2 separate regions of the Danio rerio genome follow, and region 1 is linked to region 2. The links are chromatin contacts, called in public Micro-C maps. All regions are on one chromosome and are shown on one strand. The core of a region is the stretch at or near the end of the contact, and the rest is flanking DNA. Distances in the headings are between cores, read along the strand shown.

Region 1 (4,334 bases), core at 228-2,727, 140 kb before region 2:
TTGGTTGAACATAAAACCTGTAACCCTTGACTTCCATAGTGTTTGCTTTTAATAAAGATGTTAATGGTTAAAGTTTTCAAATTTATCATCAAAATATTTACATTTTTTGTATTCAACAAAATAAAACAAAACAAAAACCTCATTGAACCATTGAGGGTGAGCAGATTTTAATACCTAATTTCACCATCCCTTTTAAACAACGTTAATTAAAATTAGTATTCTCTATATGTATTAGACATGGTCTTCTACAGTTTAAGGGGCTTCATAGTCTTCACCTATCAAGGAGTAAGCTGGCAAAAATGTATTCAGGGTCAGATTCATCTTGCTCCAGATGTGGTTTGAAGCCAGCAGATCTGAGTTGTATGTTCTGTGGATGACCTAGATTATCTCAATTCTGGACCAATATTTTAGATCATTTTCATCTATGTCACAATGATATGGATCCTGATTCTTTGACTTAATTTTTTAAGTTAAAATAAATGTTCACCAGCACGCTTTACAAAAAAAAAAAAAAAAAGTTACTACTTATCTTCATTGATGTAAAGTTAGTTTTATATTTGCACATTCTGACTCTCACCCTCTTAATGCAATTTCAGGGAAGTATTTTACAAATTCTAAATAGAGAAATCATATCAGGAGCCCATGACTATGAAAATACAACATTGTGCAGTCAAACAGTAGAACTAATGTTGTTTTGAAGTCTGAATATTTAGCCTGAATTGGATTTCAGAAATAATATCCAAAGTAGCGTGACAAACAATGCAGGGACCTTGTCACAAGTAGTTACTTTGTGTTTAAATTATTACGTCATTATAAATAGTCTGTATTAGGCTTTTAAAATCTGCTTTAGTATTTTATTGAACACCAAAGTCTGAATGTGTGAATAAAAACAACCTCAACGTTACCTTCTGAATTCTTGCGTTGATTTCCAACATAGTGACTGATTTTATCCATGATTTCAGCGAACTGCAACATATCAACAAGTCTGCAATAAGTTAGGTTCTAAAAATAGATCTGAAATGAAGCTGTGTGTGAGTTATTGATGTCAGAAACTGACCGGTTTGCTGTGTCGTAGTTTAGCTATGGACGTGACGCTCTCCGTGCTGCTGTAATCCACCTCCATCTCCTCCGGGATGTCCTCCAGTCCTCCATCAACTTGTCTTTCTCCGGGCTCTCCATCACTCTCTCCCTCTTCTCCGCCGGGATACAGCCCGTCCTCTTCTCCTGCCTCCTCCAAATCCGCAAGCAGCTCGTCTGCCAAAGACATCTACGAAGACAGTGAGAAAATAAATCACAACTAGACAATAAACACTGCTGTTTGATAATCGCAATCTTTAAGAAAGTGTTCAAGGTAAAATCAGACCAAACTTACAACTCAACCCGCCTGTTTTCTTCTCACTTTATGGAAAGAACAGAAGCCAACATGCAACGACTTACAAACGCCAAACAACGATCTGCAGTCGCACAGTAAATACGTCACATGTTTCACAGCAAAGGCTTCTGGGAAATGTGTTCAGGAAGATTCGAAATAAAAAAGTCCATGACCTATTTGTTTTTTTTTTGCTCCTTGTACACATTTTGGACATGAAAGAAGTTAAATTTTGAATGATTAACAATAATTTGGATGCATGGATTTGTTTAAGGTATATAGGTTCATTCCACTATGGTGTCGAAGGCAAATGAATTAATAAATGAAGTTTGTAAACTTCATTCTTTCATTCATTCATTTTTCCTTTGACATAGTCCCTTTATTCATCTGAGGGCACCACAGTGGCACCACACCACCAACTTATCCAGCATATGTTTTACGCAGCCGCAACCCAACATCAGGGAACACCCACACACTTTCATTCACACACATACACTACAGCCAAGTTAGGCTACCCAATTCAACTGTGCCGCATGTATTTGGGGGAAACCGTTACCGGAGCACCCAGAGGAAACCCACGCCTACATGGGGAGAACATGTAAACTCCACACAGAAATGCCAACTGACCCAGCCGAGGTGACAGCATTACCCTCTCCGCCATATCGCTCCAATAGTCTCCATCGCTCTAATGAATTATTGTGCTCTAAAACCAGGCCTTTCAGTCTCATTGTCCAACTGTAGATGTGTAATACTTTTATTTTAAAACGAATTTGTATAATATTTGAATAATATTGACATTCACAGTGCACTGTTACTGTTCATCTGCTAGACAAATCAGTTTTTAGATCAATCACAGCCCTACACATGCAAAACTGTGCGGTTATACTTAGTAATTTTGTAAACTGAGTTTAAAAAGTGTGAGTTTAAGAGTTCAATTATTTTTCTAATATTAGTCTAACGTTTCTCTACATTAACACTGATTTGGTCATTTCCACCACAGCTGTCATTTCCATCACCACACATATTTAAAAAAAAAATTTAAGTTCTTATCACACTTTAAAAATGAATTCACAATTTATGAGCTCATGCTCTATTTAATACAAATTCATTTATTTTGTAATAAGCTTTTAATCAAATTAAATTTTAGAGTGTGACAGGTGTACAATTCAGCATTTGGTCCTAAGAGACTCATTTATTTAATTGACAAATGTATAATTATTGTACACATTATGGAAAGATTGGTTAAACTGGATATAAAAAGGATCTCAGACAACTTTTTACTGCCATAATTGATTTCATTTTGAAATAAAAGCTGTATATTGAGATGTGATGGAAATGACGTTTGCTCATTTTATGATGGAAAAAATGTTAAATATAAACAATCTCTCTTCTTATCTAAGTTTGTGCTCTTACACATCTTAAAACTAGACAAATTGTTTAAACTTGAGGCCAGGATTTGTTAATTTTTACTCAACTTCACAAGACTAAAAGTGCCCGTAGTTGAAAAGTTTCCCAAATACACATTACATTACATTGCTGAAAAGCCTGACATCAACCTAAATTCTTTTATTTGGTTATTATATTAATATTTGTGTGTGTGTGTGTGTCTGTAAAAAATAAATAACAGAATAATAAAGATGTTATGAACATAGCATATAAATTGTGAATTAAATTGTGCTTCAAAAAAAAGATTTAATAGATATTTTGATTTTAAATAATATTATAAAAACGTTATAATACAACTAGAACACGTTATTTTAGTAAAATTGTGAAACATGAGCTAAACATACATGCACTATTTTATATATTACAATGCAAGGTGACAACAATGATATTATAAGACAGAACAATTTATTGTCATCAAACAGTTCAATAAATGTTTCACAGTTTTCATGTTATTTTCAGTCCCTCAGCTTCTTACAGAATAATATGAAACCTCTAAATGAAACAAATGCTGAACATGACGTAATGACCTAGAGTCTTCCCTCAGACATTTGCATGAATAATAATAAAAACTAAAAGAAATTAAATAAATAAATAATAAATAAGTCAATTATTCATAATGTGTGCTGATTTATCTCTTTTTTCATGCCAAGCAATAATTACTGCTTTAAAAAGAATAAAGGAAAAGCTAATGTCAAATACATTATTAGAAAATAACACCTGCGGAGAGACACATCATAGGACAACTAGATACAGATCGACATCTACAAAGAGCTAAATTAGAGAAAACATTTCAAAGTGTTTGTATCTATGCAAAGATATATGTTCGTTGAGGCGGTTATTAATCCGATTAAAACAGAAAATGGCATAAATGTAAAATAAAAGAAAGCAAATATACAGTTTACTTCAACATATGAGGTGAATTAAGCTTACAGACAAACTTACATTTAGATAAAAACAAAACAAACAAATGTGGAATAAACAAGTAACAAATAAATAACATTTGCAATAAAAAATACAGTATAAAACATAACAGTTGCAGTTTGTTCATGCATTCTAAGAATACATTTAAAATAAATGGGTTTTAAAATGAGTTCGTATTCTGTTGCAATTAGATTTTTAGTTTGTACAAATGCTAAATGAGAACTGCACTGCTGTGATTTGGAGAGACGATGCCGTCCTCGACCACAAACTACAAGAATGTCTGACTGCAATGGGAACAAATTTACAATGTCAATATTTCTAAGCTCACAAATAGACAGGTACTGGTCAGAGAAAGTGCGCCCCTTCATTTAAGGGGATTAAAATACAAACGTACTTCAAGAAGCCATGAAAATAGAACAGTTAAGCTGGTACATAATAAGACTCCCATTGCATAGCCGAAAGTACATGTCAGATTTTACATAACCCCAAGGTTTTTGGCTGTTTGAAGGTACTTTCTATGTGTATATTTGCCACTCCACTGGCTGCAGTGAGTAAAACCTGGACTGCCTCCAGCCTTTTGAAACGGGAGTCCTCCTCT
Region 2 (4,038 bases), core at 791-3,290:
ATACAGAATACTGAACTGAGGCTTGACTACAAAATTAAATTGAAATCACAACATCTGTAAAAAAAAAAAACATAATTACATATTATTCCTAAATCGAACAGCCCAATTTACTGTAACAAGATAATTTTGAAAATTTTATTGTTTCAATTACATTTATTAATAATTTATTTGTATTATTTATAGAATATTGAACATGTTATTTAATGTTTAATTGTTACATTTCTGTACTTGAATACTGTTACACTCCCCATAAAACCATAAAGCACTGTTTATTTAACTTGCTTTTGATATGTTATTTGTATATGCTTATAATTTATTATATTTCATGAAGATGCGCTGCATAGAAAAAGACTTAATCTAAATTATTGAAATCTTGCCAAACAGAGCTATTAAAATTGCAAAAAAAATAAATATTGTGATGTCAGGTCTTTTCAATATCGAAGAGTTTCATCAAATACAATCTTTTTTTTTGATCGGTCTAAAGCAGAGATGCCCAAAGTAGGGTCCGTGGGCCAAAGTTGGCCCATAGTAACCCTTGAGTTGGCTCAACATCCCATTTGAGAATAAGAGGATTGGGGAGAATGCCTTTAATAGAGATTATCATTTCTAATTTGATGTAACCTTTTTTTTGTGTTTGTTTTGTTACCGAGCAACAAAAAAGCAAACTGAAATGAAATGTTTCAATTAAATGTAAATTAATCTGTGTTTTTAAAATGTAAATACTGTCACTCAACAAGTCAGAGCAAATCAAGGCAAAAAACAGTGCAACTCTATTATAAATGAGATTGTTTTAGTTTTTACTGTAATAAGTTCATTATAAAATGTAAAAAATATATACCCTTTTAGTTAATATAAAGCAATGTTTTATATATATTTTTTAAATATTATTAAACAAATTCGGCCCACTAGCCTCAATAAAGTTTGTTTTTGGCCCTTCATAATAAAAGTTTGGGCACCCCTGGTCTAAAGAGTCTCACCTGTTGCACAGCAGCCAGGTTGTGGAGTTGACAGGTTGCGCTGTTGATCTGCTGCTGCAGCATCAGCTGCTGGAAATACTGAGCTGCATTGGGCTGCCTCTGTAAGGCCTGCAGTGCCTATAACATTGAGAAGCACAAACAACTATGTTTCCCTCAATTTAACACACGAATGTTAACAAGTGATTTAAATTACACTTCAATCTGGCTATTAGTTCAGACTGCAGGCTTTCTGACCCACCTGAACAGCTTGCCTTTCATAGAGAGACATTTGAGCTATCTGAGGAGGGCGGGAGTTTCCCCCTGAAGCTGCGCTGCTATTGGTTGAGCTGGAGTTGGTCTGGTCTTCTCCTGCCTCCATGCTCACTGGATGGACGACCAGTCAATCAAACTTTGTAACTGAATACCAGAGAAAAATATGCATAAACAAACGATTTAGAAGAGATTAAACGCTGTTCTCATTCATTAAATGTGAATTAAAACGGCTAGTTATAACAAATACAATCAAACAGTTTGAACACTTTCTGTCAGACAGACTTGTAAACTTGCAGGAGCGCTCTAGTCTGTTCAAATCTGTATATAAAGTAACGTTATATTTCAAAAATAACGCACAGAAATCACGTAGTTTAAATGTAGATATCATCAGTAATGAATAAACAGCGGTTGTGGTTATCTGTCATCTGCGGGTGATGAATGATCGAGGTGTTGCTACATTAGTTCTCTGTAAAATTCACGTATCATTAAGTTACGAAGCATTTGAGACAAAACAGCAGCATGCACGAGGCATAATTTAGCATGTCCATTAGCACAAGAGGTACATTTGGGGGGGAAAACCACCATGTCCGTCCACAGTATCTTATACGCTGCAGCAAAAAATGTTGGCGAACTGACGACTCCCAAAGTGCCAAACAGACATAATTTTACCTCTCTGCGGTCGGCTTCCTACTCTCCTAACGGAAGCAATGCTCTGAAAATGACACCTCGGTGCTGTAGTTTTCGATGTAATGCAGTTCCGCTCTTTACAACTGGTCTTTGCAAGTATTGTTGGAATTCTTCAAACAACGGTGATTGTGATGAGGCTCAAAAAAGCGATGGAAACCCCGCCCCGCCCTCCTATACTGTTTACTATACTTTTTCCGGCGCCAAAAAATGACGTGCCAAATAAAAGTCTGCATCGGTGACTTAAAATTACATAATAAAAGTGTCTATTACTAGAACTTTCTATGTAAAGCTGCTTTGATACAATCTACATTGTAAGTGCTATAGAAATAAATATGAATTGAATTGAGATTTAATACAGACACTATCATGCAGGTGAACTCTTTGGACAACCTCCAATTATTCTGCAAATATTTCCAGAACCCAGCAGATACACATGATTGCCAAAAGTTCTACCATAAACTGTGCAAGATTGGTGCCAACAGGAGAGTAAAGTACACCAAAGGTTTTGAATTTTTAATCAAACATTTTGATTTGGTAAAAAAAAGGTAAAATGTATCTAACTATGACAAAGCTTGAAAAGGTCCTATTTGTTAACATTGGATTGGGACTGTAGTTATTGGGATATGACCACATTAACATTTTAAAGTGTATTAATGTTATTTATCTATGCATTTATTTTCTTTTTGGCTTAGTCCATTTATTAACCAAGAGTCACCACAGCAGAATAAACCACCAACTTATCCAGCAAATGCTTTACGTATAGCGGATTCCCCTTCAGCTGCAACCCATCCCTGGGAAACACTACAGACAATTTAGCTTACCCTATTCACCTATAGAGCATGACTTGTGGGGAAAGGAGCACCCGGAGGAAACTCACATGAACATGGGGAGAACATGCAAACTCCACACAGAAATGCCAACTGACCCAGCCGGGGCTCAAACCAGCGACCTTCTTGCTGTGAGGCGATCGTGCCACCCACTGTGCCACTGTGACATCTTATTTGTTAACAATGGATAATCACTTAAATTATTGGCATATGACCACATAAACTTTTTACAGCATTTATTAATTGTATTTTAATATTTTTTTCTTGTTAGTTTCCAATGCACTAATGTTAATCAAACAAAAATACGTTCTGTTTCACTTTTCCATTTCCAAACACATTACTACTACAGTTTTTCTCTTTTTTTTTTTTTAAATCATGACTGTTACATGTGCATCCATCAAGTTTATATTTCTTTCAACTTACTGACTTGATTTGGCCAAGAAATGTATTGCAACAATAATCCCAGTTTAAAATATTTTACATGGTGCTAATTAGTTTGGTTTTACAACTTCAACATCCAAAAGCCAAGTAATGTTCCTCTTTCAAAGACATTCATGCAAGTCACTGCTGTATGACTCACACTGGCACTGACTATGTGACTCATAAAACCTTTTACATAGCAAGGGCTCATTTACATTCTGGACTGACCTGCTCTTCAGGACGACACTTCATTTGAAAACATAAGTACAGGTATAGTCAAGCCTTCATGAAGTCTCAACATTTGACTGCTCAGATCAGACGGAAACCTCAGTGAGTATTTATTTCCTCCACTACATTATATAGAAAAAAACATAAGTGATTTGTTGACTTTACTTTAAAGAACTGAGTAAACCAATTGCCCTAAAATAAGTAAGATGAACTATGTGGAAAATTAATAAAATTAAGTGAACATAACAACTAGAGGTGTGAACCTATACTGGTCTCACGGTTCGGTTATGATTATCATGCCATCGATTCGGTTCAATTCGATATCTCGGTGCATCACGGTGCATTGACGGTGCTTTCCATATATAGTGTTATATTTTAGGGGGGAGGCTATAACATGCTGTCTGTATAAACACACAGACACACAGCAACACACTGTCTCTCATTCAAACACATTCACAAACATAGACAGCATCAAACATACAAACACACACGCACACACACAAACAAACACACTTAAGCCCTTGCAACAGGGAGAGCTCGCGCTGAGCGGAGCAGAAAAACGGAAAAAAAACGAAAAAAATAAGCACTTTTCCGACGGTCCCTTACAGAGAGCTCCTCTCAGCGCGAGCTCTGACAGCTAAAAGTAA

The links. Hi-C and Micro-C count contacts between places; a contact is called where the count stands out from the background.
Region 1: a contact with region 2 is called in a Micro-C map of caudal fin, with 12 times the contacts expected there. The contact joins the promoter of prpf31 here to the promoter of phc1 in region 2. A contact is called at or near these places in 2 of 18 Hi-C or Micro-C datasets (caudal fin and hematopoietic stem cells).

What each region holds. Positions count from the first base shown.
Region 1 is chr16:35,272,404-35,276,737 of GRCz12tu, reverse strand. prpf31 (PRP31 pre-mRNA processing factor 31 homolog (yeast)) reads right to left here and starts at 1,477. Exons shown (of 15, transcript NM_200504.2): 1 at 1,373-1,477; 2 at 1,058-1,267; 3 at 906-966. The coding sequence starts at 1,267. lmtk3 (lemur tyrosine kinase 3) reads right to left here. Exons shown (of 17, transcript XM_073926144.1): 17 at 3,202-4,334.
Region 2 is chr16:35,136,641-35,140,678 of GRCz12tu, reverse strand. phc1 (polyhomeotic homolog 1) reads right to left here and starts at 2,040. Exons shown (of 15, transcript NM_205707.1): 1 at 1,899-2,040; 2 at 1,216-1,373; 3 at 978-1,094. The coding sequence starts at 1,335. LOC108179621 reads left to right here and starts at 3,450. Exons shown (of 2, transcript XM_017351525.4): 1 at 3,450-3,493.